Linked DNA regions of Gossypium hirsutum: region 2 is linked to region 1. Evidence: chromatin contacts called from public Hi-C data. All regions are on one chromosome and are shown on one strand. The core of a region is the stretch at or near the end of the contact, and the rest is flanking DNA. Distances in the headings are between cores, read along the strand shown. Region 1 holds the start of LOC107908451 (sphinganine C4-monooxygenase 1). Region 2 holds the start of LOC107908448 (zinc-finger homeodomain protein 11).

Region 1 (6,745 bases), core at 1,466-3,965:
TGACTGTAGTTTCATTGATGATGAATAAAAGAAAGAAAAATACTGTTATGCTCACAATCTAGTTATTAGTCCTCTTTGAACTCTTTAGTTGGGCGTGCTTCGAAGCCCCCTTCTGCTCTCTTCTCAAGTGAATATGGCATATATGTCCCCAGAATTCTATCCCACATCACGAAGAATGGTTGGGAGAAGTTGTATTTGCTACCATAAAGCTGATGGTGGACATCATGATATGCAGAATTGTTTCTAAAGAAAATATGAAGTGGGTTTCCAGGAAGCATTAGCCCACAATGGTCGTCCACTGTTTTGATGGTGGCAAAAGAGAAGAAATAGATGGAGGTCCGAGGAGACATGCCAGAGAGCATAAACGATAAGGCTCCACCTACTGTGTCAAGGAGAAGCCCCTCTAATGGATGATTGTACAAAGCTCCAAATGCGTAGGGAACAACAAGACAGTGATGCCGAGAGTGGAGGTGCCGATATAAGAACTTGTTCTCGTGGAAGTATCTATGCAAAAAGTATTGCCAAGTGTCCATAACCAACATTGCTGTAACGAACTGGCTAGCCAGAACAATAAACGAAGATGGCTGCTGAGAAGAAGCCCCAGCATGACCCCCTGTGACCTGCACAAATCAATGTTTGATAAAAAAGAACTGTATACACATAATGTCTCAACTGAAATTGCTTTTATGCCTCATTATACATGCCACAGAACTTATGAAAAGAACAAACCAGAAGTGGAGTAAAGATGAAGGAGAAAATAAAATAAAATAAAAAACTGATAACCATCCCCAGCTATGCCAAATGTTAAATTATAACAGTTCTGAAACACATAAACAAGAATAGCACCCAGCTTGTGAGTCTTTCATTAGGTGACAAGATAATGAAGAAACTGTGAAACCAGTCTAAGATAAAGTAAATTTAATGTGGTTGTGATCACGGTTAAAAGTAGATTTCTGCCATTAAACTAAAGATCACAAACACAATCCATAACAAGGTATATTTCCATATTTACTCTGCCTAGCTCATATCTAATAAAGCATAAATTCAAAAGACAGATTATTTAGTATATATGCAGAAGAAGAGCTCATAAAATTACAGTATGATTACTCCTGAAATTTCATACTCACAAAAGACAATTGAATCAAATTTGGGAGTGAGTGTTGCATACGGCATATATTTAACACCAATATACTCAAACTTTCTAAGTTTTCCATATATTTGGAGAGGATAGTAGCTATGTATCTATGTCCGAATTTATGTTGAACACAAATGCTTTAGGAAAAATTAAGTGTGAAAGCAACATAGGATCCAATGTAAGAAAGATAGGATGTGGAAGCAGGTCCGATCAATTATCTATAAGTAAATTAACTAATACCCCAGAACAACATTGTGTGCAGACTAACCAAGAACATCCTATGCTACATATAATCTTTCATGGGTGAAAAGAAGTAAAATTGAAACTCAAGGATGATTATACCTTAGATTTTCTTTTTATTGCCATCGATTACACCTTAGATTATTCATTCAAATTTCGTATGTAGAGTGTACAAATATATCAGATACAATAGAATGACGCAAACAATTAGCTCCACACTTTTGCTATCATGTTTGCAGAGTAACCATGGGTAACAATTTGGAACGCTGCAATTGGTCAAATCTTGTGGGCTAACATACTTTCTAAGAAAAACCCAAATTTTTATCAAAGAAAAACAAGAATTTTTAATGAAACCCAACACCAGTAACCATTCGATATCTCCTATAGTCAAATTAAAATACGATCCCTATCATCAAAATTTCAGCTACAATTACAAAAGGTAGCGTAAGAGAAATTCATAAGTAATTGTGTAGGTAACGAAGAAGGCATTTGATTCTAAGCAACTGAAATCCAAAATTTCAGATCCATGGTTCAAGAGAAAATAAATTAATCATAAAAAGTAAGTAACATAAGAGTTGATGTAGGGAGGATTTACCGTGAATAAAAGGATGGCGACAGCAGCCTGAAGAAGTTGCTGGAAAAGAACGCCTTTAACGACAGTTAGTTTGGAGACCAAATTCTTCTCTTCCTCGTCTGATTTAGAATGCAATCTATAATTCTCAAACGACCCCAAACACATATACATTCCTGAATAAATCCAATACACAACAATCGGAACCACAGTTCCCAACAATTCATCGGATACAGCGAAACCCATTTCCTTTTACTTAACTAATATCAAACAAAACCACATGAATTTGTTTCCTTCTTTGAAGAAAAAAACGACGACGTTCAAAGTTTCAGTCTACCGTCTCCGGTGTCGCAGTCGAAATTTAAAGAATTAAAATTAAATGAACATAAATAATAATATCTAAATAATAAAATAAAAAGGGGAAATAATGAAAACAGATGTTACTCAGGGTTGGAAAGATAGCAGAAGATTCGAAAAAGAAAAATAGAAAAGAAGAAAGAAGTGAGGTAAAAGATGGAAACTTTGGGCCAGAATAACAAGGAACTTAATCCGGTGGGTGCGTTCTATTACAAGAAATAAATAAATAAATAGTGGCGTATTTCTTGCATCAATCAATATTTGAACAGTGATTAGTTTTGGATTTTGTTCAAGCCCGTAGTTTTTGGGTTTACTATGGTCGACCAAACGTCAATGGGAAGAAGAAGTCGTATTTTATGACGTGATGGCCGAGGCTTAGGAGAAACCAAAGAGTCCATAACTTTAACATCCTGGGTTGAGGGAATACGAACATGACAAAATAAAGCCATATATCCATTGGACACTTTCAATGGCTCTACAAAGCTTAGGGTTGAATTGAATAAAGTAGAAAATTTTTTAATTAATCGAGTTTATAAATTATATTTTATTATTTTATCAATTTGAATTTTTTTGAATCGAGTCGATTAAAATGAAATTCAAGTCTAGTCTAATCGAGTGAAGTTGTTCGCGTTAAATTAAAAAATTAAATATGTCAAATAAAAATATTGTTACAGTATAACTAATTTCATGTTAGAGCATATAAATTTGAAACCATATATATTTGAAAAAAATTCAAAACAAAATAATAAAAAATAAAATACTTTAGTATGATAAATTTGAATCATTAATTTAGTTCCAAAATTATCATTTTAGAAAATTTTTAAAATTTTAACTTTTTTATATATCTTTTAGAATTTATTATAATTTTTATATTTTTTTTAAAATATAAATTTTAAATTTTTATAAATATTTTGAATTTTAAAAATTATTTTGAGTCTTTAAAAATTATTTTGAGTCTTTAAAAATTATTTTGAATTTTTTTATAATTTTTATTTAGAGAATGACCAATTTACTTATTTTCAAAGTTGACAAGGACTAATAGAGTAATTACACCAATATGTTATTCGAATTATTTGAGATATTTGAATTGTGAAATTCAACTCGACTTGAACTCAAAACTCGACTCGAGTTATTTGAGTTGACTTGAATAATTTGAATAACTCAACTCGATTAACTTAAAATTAGAAATTTTTTTCGATTTTTTAAAATTAAATCGAGCTCACCCCTAACTCATTTCACATTTAAGTGATAAGATTCAAATTTTGTCATCTGCTTCTCCTTTTCTCAATATTAAATGATAAAAAAATATTATTCAGAAGTTAAAAATTAGGTTAAATAATATTTTGGAGCCTAAACTTGATAATTATTTTTACATTGGGATTTGATTTTTTTTTACTTAAGTTAGTTCCTAAACTTGACAATTATTTTAACATTGGAACTTAAACCTTTTTTTTTTGTCAAAGTTAACTCTTAAACTTGACAATTTTTCACACATTCGGCCTAAGTTGTTTTTTTAAACTTAAATCTCTAATATTTTTTTGAAAACTTAAAGTTTAGGCTCCAATGTAAGAACGATTACCAAGTTCAGAGATAAGTTGGACAAAAAAAAAGTCCAAGTCCCAATGTGAGAACAATGGCCTAGTTCAGACCCAAAAATAAGAACAATTACCAAATTTAAGGACTAACTTAAAAAAAATTCAAACCTCATTATAAAAATTGTTGCCAAATTTTAGCCTCAAATAATGATTTAACTATTAAAAATTTAATCATTATGTTCATATATGTATTATTTGTCAATCCATATGATTTAATGTAGACATACATAAACCACTAATATATAAGAGTGAAAAAAAAAACTCATGTGAATAAATTAAAATTTATGTATTCTAAAAATAATAGTAAATATAAGATATTATTTAGTATAATTAATAACTTAAAATAAAATTTAATCATTATACTATTCACAAAATTTTAAAATAGGAAATATAAAAATTATAATTTAATTAAATAATTTATAAAAACATTCATTTTTTAAAAGTATTTAACTAGTATTTTTTTATTTTATTTTATTTATTTATTTTTATTTTCAACTTAGTAAAAATTTGAAGTTTGGTAGTCAAGTGTATTAAGAAAATTGTTACACTGTTTATTACACACATAAATAAAACTCGAAAGAATAAAAGATTGAACATAGGAAGTTGTTTATAAAGTCTGGACATAAACTACATTTGTGAGGCTTTTCCTAGAGAATAATTTTTTTATATAAGTCACATGGTACAAACAATTATTTAAGATCACTCTATCTTAGACCTTGGATAATTACAACCTTCCCCAATTGAATATAGTGAGAACTCTTGTAACACCCTATACTCAACCTGAATTATCGGATCAGTATATTTGATGTTATAAGCTTAAACACTTAGCAAAATTTTTCGACAGACGTGAAACCATCCTAAACTAAACTTCTTATTTCTTTAATTACTGTTAAAAAATCAAAGATTAATTAAAGAGAATGTTTAATCATTACAATAGATTTTCAAAGCAGTATACGGCATTCCAACTTAGAATTTTGTTAAAGGCAGAAATCTTCATGGTGTAGAGTACTAAGTGTCATATTCCTATTGGAAACACTAAGATATATGACCATTTTCAACACCTTTTGAGCACTAATTCATGCAGTTTCTAAGTAATTTTTGTCGAATTTTATACTTTTATTGTAAAATAATTAATTTAAGCTTAGTTTATAAAACATTTTGATTTTAATTATTTTTATAATAATTTAGCATAAATTAGGTTATTTTTGGTAATTTTGCACAAATGGTGAAAAATCAAGTCGAAAGTCACCTTGAAAGAATTAATCAACGAGGAACCATGGGAGTTCAAGATGATGAACTAACAGATATGGAGGACTTAAGTTTAAGTTTTTGGACTTCCTCGAATCAATTGGTTTGATTTAATTTTTATCGAGAAAAACGGGCAGTTTCAAGTAGAGAAAAGGGTCTGAATTGAGCAAGTAAAAAGAGAGGATGGACAAGCCCAAAGAGCACCCAAATCGTTCCATGTTGCTGACCCAATAAGCTTATTTTTGCTGGTTTTAACATTTACAAATGAGCCCTTGAAATTTTTCTAAATGCCATTTAAACCCCTCTCCTTTTCCTGCATTTTATTTTTTTGCCACAAGCTAAAAATAGTAAATTCAAACTCAACCACTCCTTTGACTTGCACGACCGACCATAGGATGAGGGATTGGCTGCTATTTTTAGCCAACTTAAGCTACCAATCTCAAGTATAAATAGCCGTTCACTTCCTCATTTTTCATCCCCCACTTCACACATCATTCTCCCTTTTCTCTCTTTCATTCCTTTTCTTGTTTTCCCATTTTCTTTGTCTTCCTTCCCTTGCTGATTTCCCTCTTAAAAAAGAGATAGTTACGCCCCTTGGAGTAGCAACATTCAAGTGTTCGTGAAGGTCTTGGATCGACAAAATGAGCAGAGAAGAGGAGCGTACTAGTTTGGCTTCGGAGAAGCACCGGGATTTGTTTCCTAGTTCCCTTCTCTTTATTTTTTTCGTTTATGTTGTGATCATGAACATGAATATTTTTTGTATTATTGCTCTTGAATTAATTAAAATGACTTAAATTTCCTTTGTGTTACATTAATTGCATTTTGTCCACTTAGATTGTCAAAAATGTGTTTGTGTTGTTTTTAGGTCTTGGTAAATTGTTCAATTAAATGAAATCATGCTTATGTTATGCTAGCATTTTAATTGTAAGGTAAAAATTGAATTAATTGATACAATATTTAATTGGTGCATGTTTAATCTTCTAAGGTAGTTGAAGGTTAAATTAGCGATGATATTAAACAATATATTAGCCTTGCATAACTTGTAAGATTATTGTGATTAAATTGTTTCAATGTAGAGATATATTGTTACCTCACTTAATCTTATACTTGCCTATAAAAATTTGATGAATTGTTTGAATTGACATAGAGATATGTTCAAGAGATTAATGGGTTTAATAAGTAAGTATGTGCATTAGTTAACAAGGTACCGAGTTGTCATGAATTTATTCGTAACAACACGAACGTAGTTTTAATAATTCTAAGTTAAAGAATAAAATTGATCTAACACATTTATGTCATATTGATTAAACTCGTTTTTAGAAATCGTGCATTGGAATTTTTAATTTTACTTTCTTAGTTAATCATTTAGTTAAATTAGTTTAATTTTTCATCACCAAATTGTTTAATTTTACATTTCATAAATATTTGCTTGTACAGTCTCTGTGGGTACGATAACTCGACATTACTTGTCATTTTATTACTTGTTAACGAGTGTGTACACTTGCACATTTCTGTTGTTCCATCTATGGTGCCCTCTGTATGCATATTATCGCAACACGAACTACCACCTTGGCGCATTCCTAACTGGATCTTTTCTGA
Region 2 (6,501 bases), core at 3,776-6,275, 750 kb before region 1:
TCTAACTTTAATTAATCTCAAATGCGTAACTTGAAACAATGACATCAATCAAATTTATTCTGTACTTAGTGGATCAACGTTATGTCACTATAAATGAATTGACAGCAATGACTTTGAATTATTAATTTTCATGAGGGACTAAAGTGCAATTTTTTAACTATTAAGTTTGGGATTAATGAAACGAGAAGACCTTAATTATGAAAATAATACAAAATTCCAATTTAAAACAGAGACCCAGGGCCCAAAACGTCATTCATCATAATAAGTGTGGAATTCAATAAAACAAAGTCAGACAGTTAAAGTGGATTTGGAATTTGTACCAGGAATCGACCCTTTAACTGTGCATCTGGGCCGGGACTAGAGTTTGCTCATGGTGGAGTTGGATTTTATATAGTATTTAAATTAATTTGTTAAGTTTGGTCTATTAGATCCAAAAAAATGGATTTAAATTTTTTTTTGTTTAAGTCTAGATCAAGTTAGAAACTGTAAATTTAGATTCGACCCGAATTATTAATATTTGATTTTTAGAATAATTTTATTTAAAAAATATAATACACTAAAAATTAAAATAAATATTTTTAATACATTAAAATATATTTATGTTAAAAAACACTAACATAGATATAATAAATATTTTATTGTATTAAATTTAATTTTTAAAATATTATATTTTGGGTTAAGTTATTTAATTGGGTAATTTTTTTTAAGTTTTGAATAAAAAATATAATTTTTATTGGATTTGTGATTTAATATATATAATTTATTATTTAGCATATATAATTAATATAATTAATTTTATAATATAATATATTCAGGCTGGGTCAAGTCAAAAAATCTTAGCTAATGTTTGACCCATATAGAAAACGAGCCTTAAATTTTATCAAAACTTATTTTCTGAGCCTCTTATTTTTATCGAAATTCTTTATTGTTCCATCGAGTCTTTGATTCAAGCCATGGGACTTCAATCTTCTTAAAAAAACAAAGCAAAAATTACAGGAGATGGGCTTTACTGTACATCCCTCGTCATACAAAAAAGAGTTATCGGATCTCATTTAAGCCCAACTGTAATTGGAGGCGTTTGTTGGGTTTCTAAAGGACCCATATCTTCAAACTAAGTTTTTTTGGGTTACATAATTTAACCCTTAATTATTAAAAGAAAAAGTTATAAATGAATCAAAAAGGGTTTCCCAAATGAAAATTCACTGAACATGAAACTTGGAATTAAAGTTTGCTAACATAGTTGCTGACATAGTGATAATATATTTGTATTATATGGCATCTTTTTTACTATCCATGCCAAAAAAAGAATGGAAGTTATTGAAAGGTTTGTTGTTTGGGTTAAAAAAACCTCATTAAATTCACCTATAAAAGGAAAAGAGAACTTTAGCTGAAATCTACACTAAGAGAATTTCATGTTACAAGATTTTGGACACTTTTATCAAGAGAGTAGATTAGATGAAAGCTGACAAGGAATTTTGAAAGCAAAATCCAATAGATCATGATAATGCAATATTCTTATCCTCTATAATGAATGGCCCTTTTCCGTTTTGACAGCCTCCCAAGATTTTTCTTTTTTTCAACTTCTCTGATCTTATCTTCTTGAATAATGTTTCATAGATGCAAATAAATGCATTTAGGTGGATGCTGATATGATCCACCCATTACTCCAAAAATAACATAAAAACTTTGTAAATTGTGGTGATAATTTCTATATGTACAAAAACCTAGAGCATAGTGAGGGTGAGGGGCAGCTCTAATTTAATATTTGTATGTGGGGGGCCCAATCACTTAAAAAGAGTGGACCATGGAATCTGGTTCTATAGGTTAAAATGGTTGGTGACACGACTCTAGTTGTTTCTGCAGGGAAATTGAAGTCGGATCAAATTAAGGACCATTTTTCCTGCTCCTCTCTGCCTTTTTACCATTGCCTTTGAGTCTTTAAAACCGCCCCAATTAAGCTCAGCTGGCCACTTGGACATGTGCTTTCCCTTTAAGGAATCCTCAATTATTAGGACAATAACCCTCTTGATTGCTGGTTGTTCTGATAAACATCTCTAGCAAGGTCTCATTTAAGGAGAAAAAAAAATCCCAAAAAGGAGTATGGATAAAAAACTGTAGTAACTTTATTCCTGCAAATCTAAATATTTCTCTTGGCGAAACCATTGCAGCTACACATATTGAAAGTTTGCTAATGGAAGAAAGTAACTACTAATAGTAAAAATAGAGATGAATACTGAAACTTTGTTCACGTAATTCAAAAATTTTCTACACCTAAATAATAAAGATAAGTTGTAATTTAAGTTCAACTCACTCGTCAAACTGCAACATCACTCCTATACTTTGAGCTAAATCACTCTCATACTACAACTTTCCACTTGAAAGCTTAGATGTTGTTGGAACTAAGAATATGAGATGAATGAAGTTAGCAGTTTCTTGAGCTAAAAGGCTCGATACTTGCTGAGCAAACAAAACAGAATCGGGCTTTAAAGACAAAAGAAAGCAAGAAAAAGAGAGAAATTGATGAAGAATTTTGATGTTTTTCATTAACTTTGAAAGATGGCATAATGCCAATACATATACCAGACATAAGCCGGTCAAAAATAAGCAAATTGTCACCTAAACATTACCTACTACCACTAAGTAACCTTGAAACGTATAAAACATGACTTGCACACTTCGTAAAACTGATTTATCAGCTCAAACATTGACAAACTACATCAAGTACATTAACAACTTGGTTTGAATCTAAGTAAGTTACAAAATGTTAATTGAAGTAACAAAACTAAACAAAACAGCAGCACCATCTTCAGCTGCAACATGCATGGCTCGGGTAGCTCCTCTGCCACAATATATTTTACTTAAAATTTAACAATTCCTAATTGAACAAATAAAGTACTCTCACTTTCTTGTACTAACTAACCTAAATAAATTGTCTATACATATGGATAAAAGGCTTGCTCAATTACAATCAATATCAATAACTAGTTCCACTAAAACAGTCATTAAAATATTTCCAATAAAGTGTATATTCGGTAGAAATGTTCTTGCCATCAAATTCTTTGAAAAACAAATCTTGTATTTAAGGGAACTTAGATTGTAATGAAAGATTGAATCCAATCCTTGGCTTAATTTTTTCATGTAAAAAGACTTCACTAATGAGTTGTTAAAAGTCTTCAAAAATCAATAATTAAAGGTTGAAACAGTAAATCATACTTTGAACACTAAATATACATAATTTTATTCAATGTACCTACTAATGTTCAATATGCATAGTACATGACTTTAGTTAGTGTAATCAAATAGTAAATCCATTAATCTTTTATGCGGTAATGAAGGTAAAAAAAATTCAACAATTGAGTATTCCTTAAATTACATTAGGCGTTGCAGCTAACAATTATAATTGGCATAAATTCATACAACACAATCAGTCGAAATTTAAACAGCATTCATCACTATCATATATAGTTGACGTTTTGCAAGTCTAAAAAGCTGACATAAACAGAAAAAAGAAACTTGAATCAAAGCTAGATTCCATTCTAGAAAGCTAGAATTTTCATATAGAAGAATATTACTTTTAATATTTGTACTTAAAACATGCAACAAAGTTTGGGGGGTGGAGTGGCGCGGTGAGTGGAAGACTATTTAGTATTGCAAGTGATAATAACAGAAGTTGAAATTTACAAAATAGTTTCCTAAGAATATTTCTTCTAAAAAGAAGGCTTGGAAGATGAAAAAAAAAGGAAGTTTAGCACGAATAACACATTGTGAGGTGTCTCCTGTCATTCTGAATGCAAAGGGTATAAAGTTGTAATGAAAATGATTAAGGGTTGGAATGGAAGAAATGGTCAAAATGTAGTTTCAATGGTAGAGCATTACTTGAACTTTATTGCGTCAAATTGTGCACAAATGCGCGTGCTTCTTTGATGATGATGACATGATTGTCAGGACATTCCTCAAGTTGTTTTGGACTCTAATTCTTTGCTCTGTTGAGTTTTAGGGTCATAATTTGATTCATATTCATCACTCCACTCTTGTCATGCTGGGATCAAACTTTTTATTTGGTTTGAAATAGTTTAAATTTGATGCCTCCTTATCTATGATTGAATTATTATATGGGTTAGATTTGTTTCTTGGATTCTAATAATGCATGATTGAGGAATAAGGATTAAGATAGAGTCGCAAAGTATAAAGGACAAAATATCACATCTCTAAACCAGTATTTCAATTGCATTCATTAATCATCTTCTATATTTAACCAAAATCCTTAATGCCAAAAACAAAAAGAGATCAATGTATGCAAAGACTAACTTTATTATAGTCGAGTTAGTAGAAGAAAATTAGAACATGACTTGATGGCCTTGCCTTGCCGTATATTATTGCTTTTCAGACACCACGTGGAAGCAGAGAATTATGATTAAGAGGATGATAATGGCCCCTACCTACCCTTATATTTAACATTTAATTTTTTTTTTATAGAAATGCCCGTCCCAACCTTCCCAAAATCCATTTCCAAATCCCTTAATTTTTGTCTGGACATAAAATAGGCTGATTAAAGGCTCTATTTGAATGGTAGGCTTCAATGTATTTATCACCCCCCCCCCCTCCTACATAAACCTATTGATATTCAGTTTGATTTATGAAACCAAAATAATCATAATTTCCTTTTTCAAAGCTGATCCGAATCACCCCTTCTACTAACTATCTTAAACATTAATAAAGTCATGAGAGTCATTGCTTGCGTTGTAAAACAAGGAAGGGAATGGATAACTTTTTTATCAGCCCTTTCTGGAATTCCTCCTTGCATTCAAAACCATTAAAGTATTTCCCATTCAAATGTTATTTTATTCTCTGCAATATAAATAAATAAATATGTTGATGTTTACTTACAAAGAAAGTATAGAGATTGGAATCTTTCAAGTGATATAATAAACAAGTTACCTAGTCAACTGTGAGGTGACAAATGTGAGGCAGACACATGGCAAATCTGACTGCAGTGTGTGTATGCATATTCATCGCTGCCCACGTAGTCTGGTTTTTGTGTAAATGGAAAATCCAAAGCCTTGAATCATATGGAGTGGAGTATTATTTACTGCTCATAACTAACTCTGATCACAAAATCACTTGAGGGAAGAAATTTAAAGATAGGGCAAAGGAAACGTGACTAGTGGTTGAAAAATCTTCCATGACATGCCTTTCTTAATTACCTCCATTTTTATCATTATTAATTTCGTGCTACTGCTATAACAATAACATTGATTGATGATGATAATTATCAAATTAAAACTATACCATCTAAAATCAGTTTTCGTTCATCATCATCATCACCCCTTTGCCATGCACCACATCATCATAATTAAGTTCACAATCCTTAAACCATCAATCTATGTTGTAAATATGTAGACATCCTCAAGGAAAATGGTGTCCTAACCCCACAAAAAGGTCCCCACCCTCTTAATTCACCACGTCAAAGGCTTCACCCCTTTTTATTCTTTTCTTAGCAAACGGAGCTAATCAAACACCAAAACCAACCCACAAGCTGAGTCCTCATCAGAGACACACACCCCACAAGCGCCGAGGTCACTAACTCTTTATTACTCCTCAAGATCTACCACCACCCTCAGCAGGAGGAGGAAATGGTGCTTTCTTACAAAGAGTGCCTCAAAAACCATGCAGCTAGCTTGGGTGGACATGCCCTGGATGGTTGTGGAGAGTTCATGCCTACCCCTTCTGCTACCCCAACTGACCCTGCCTCCTTCAAGTGTGCTGCCTGTGGTTGCCACCGCAACTTCCACCGCCGTGACCCTTATGATGGCCCTGCTTTCATCCACCGCCTCCCACCCCCACCTAATCGTAGCTCAAGTCCAAGCCCGACTCATAGCCCAGGTCCAAGCCGTACCCCACCTTCACCTGTGCCATTCTCTTACTACTCTTCTGCACCGCACATGCTGCTGGCCTTGAGCACTGCCTACTCAGGGCCAATGGATGAGTACCATTATCACCTCAGCAACTCCAATCCTTCGGTGTCAAGGATAAACAACAACAACCCAAGTGGGAGAAAGAGGTCAAGAACAAAGTTCACTAAGGAACAGAAAGAAAAGATGCATGCTTTCGCTGAAAGGCTTGGTTGGAGAATGCCAAAGGGTGAAGAAAAATTGATACAAGAGTTTTGCAATGAAGTTGGGGTTAATAGAGGAGTTCTCAAGGTTTGGATGCACAACAACAAGAACACTTTTAGCAAGAAAGAGATATTATCAGTTGGAAATCTCAATCTTCACGATAGCCATGACAACAACAACAATATTGAAGATAATGGAAATGCTCTTGATTCCAATAGTCACATGCACAACAATGAGGATAGTATTCAGCTTCATATTTCTACTAATAATGGGTCTTCTACATCTTAATTTAGAAAAGAAAAAAAAAAACACTACTGAATTTGAAAGAAAGCAGCAGGCTATAGATGGTGTTTTTGCTTCTCTTTTTCATTTGGGGCTTAACTTT

The links. A called contact is a pair of places that touch in the nucleus more often than the background predicts.
Region 2: a Hi-C map of leaf shows a contact between it and region 1, with 2.4 times the contacts expected there. The contact joins the promoter of LOC107908448 here to the promoter of LOC107908451 in region 1. A contact is called at or near these places in 6 of 34 Hi-C or Micro-C datasets (callus, hypocotyl and leaf).

The regions. Positions count from the first base shown.
Region 1 is chrD02:44,533,231-44,539,975 of Gossypium_hirsutum_v2.1, reverse strand. LOC107908451 (sphinganine C4-monooxygenase 1) reads right to left here and starts at 2,715. Exons shown (of 2, transcript XM_016835623.2): 1 at 1,971-2,715; 2 at 1-620. The coding sequence starts at 2,192. The coding sequence ends at 66.
Region 2 is chrD02:45,287,180-45,293,680 of Gossypium_hirsutum_v2.1, reverse strand. LOC107908448 (zinc-finger homeodomain protein 11) reads left to right here and starts at 5,025. Exons shown (of 1, transcript XM_016835620.2): 1 at 5,025-6,501. The coding sequence starts at 5,634. The coding sequence ends at 6,404.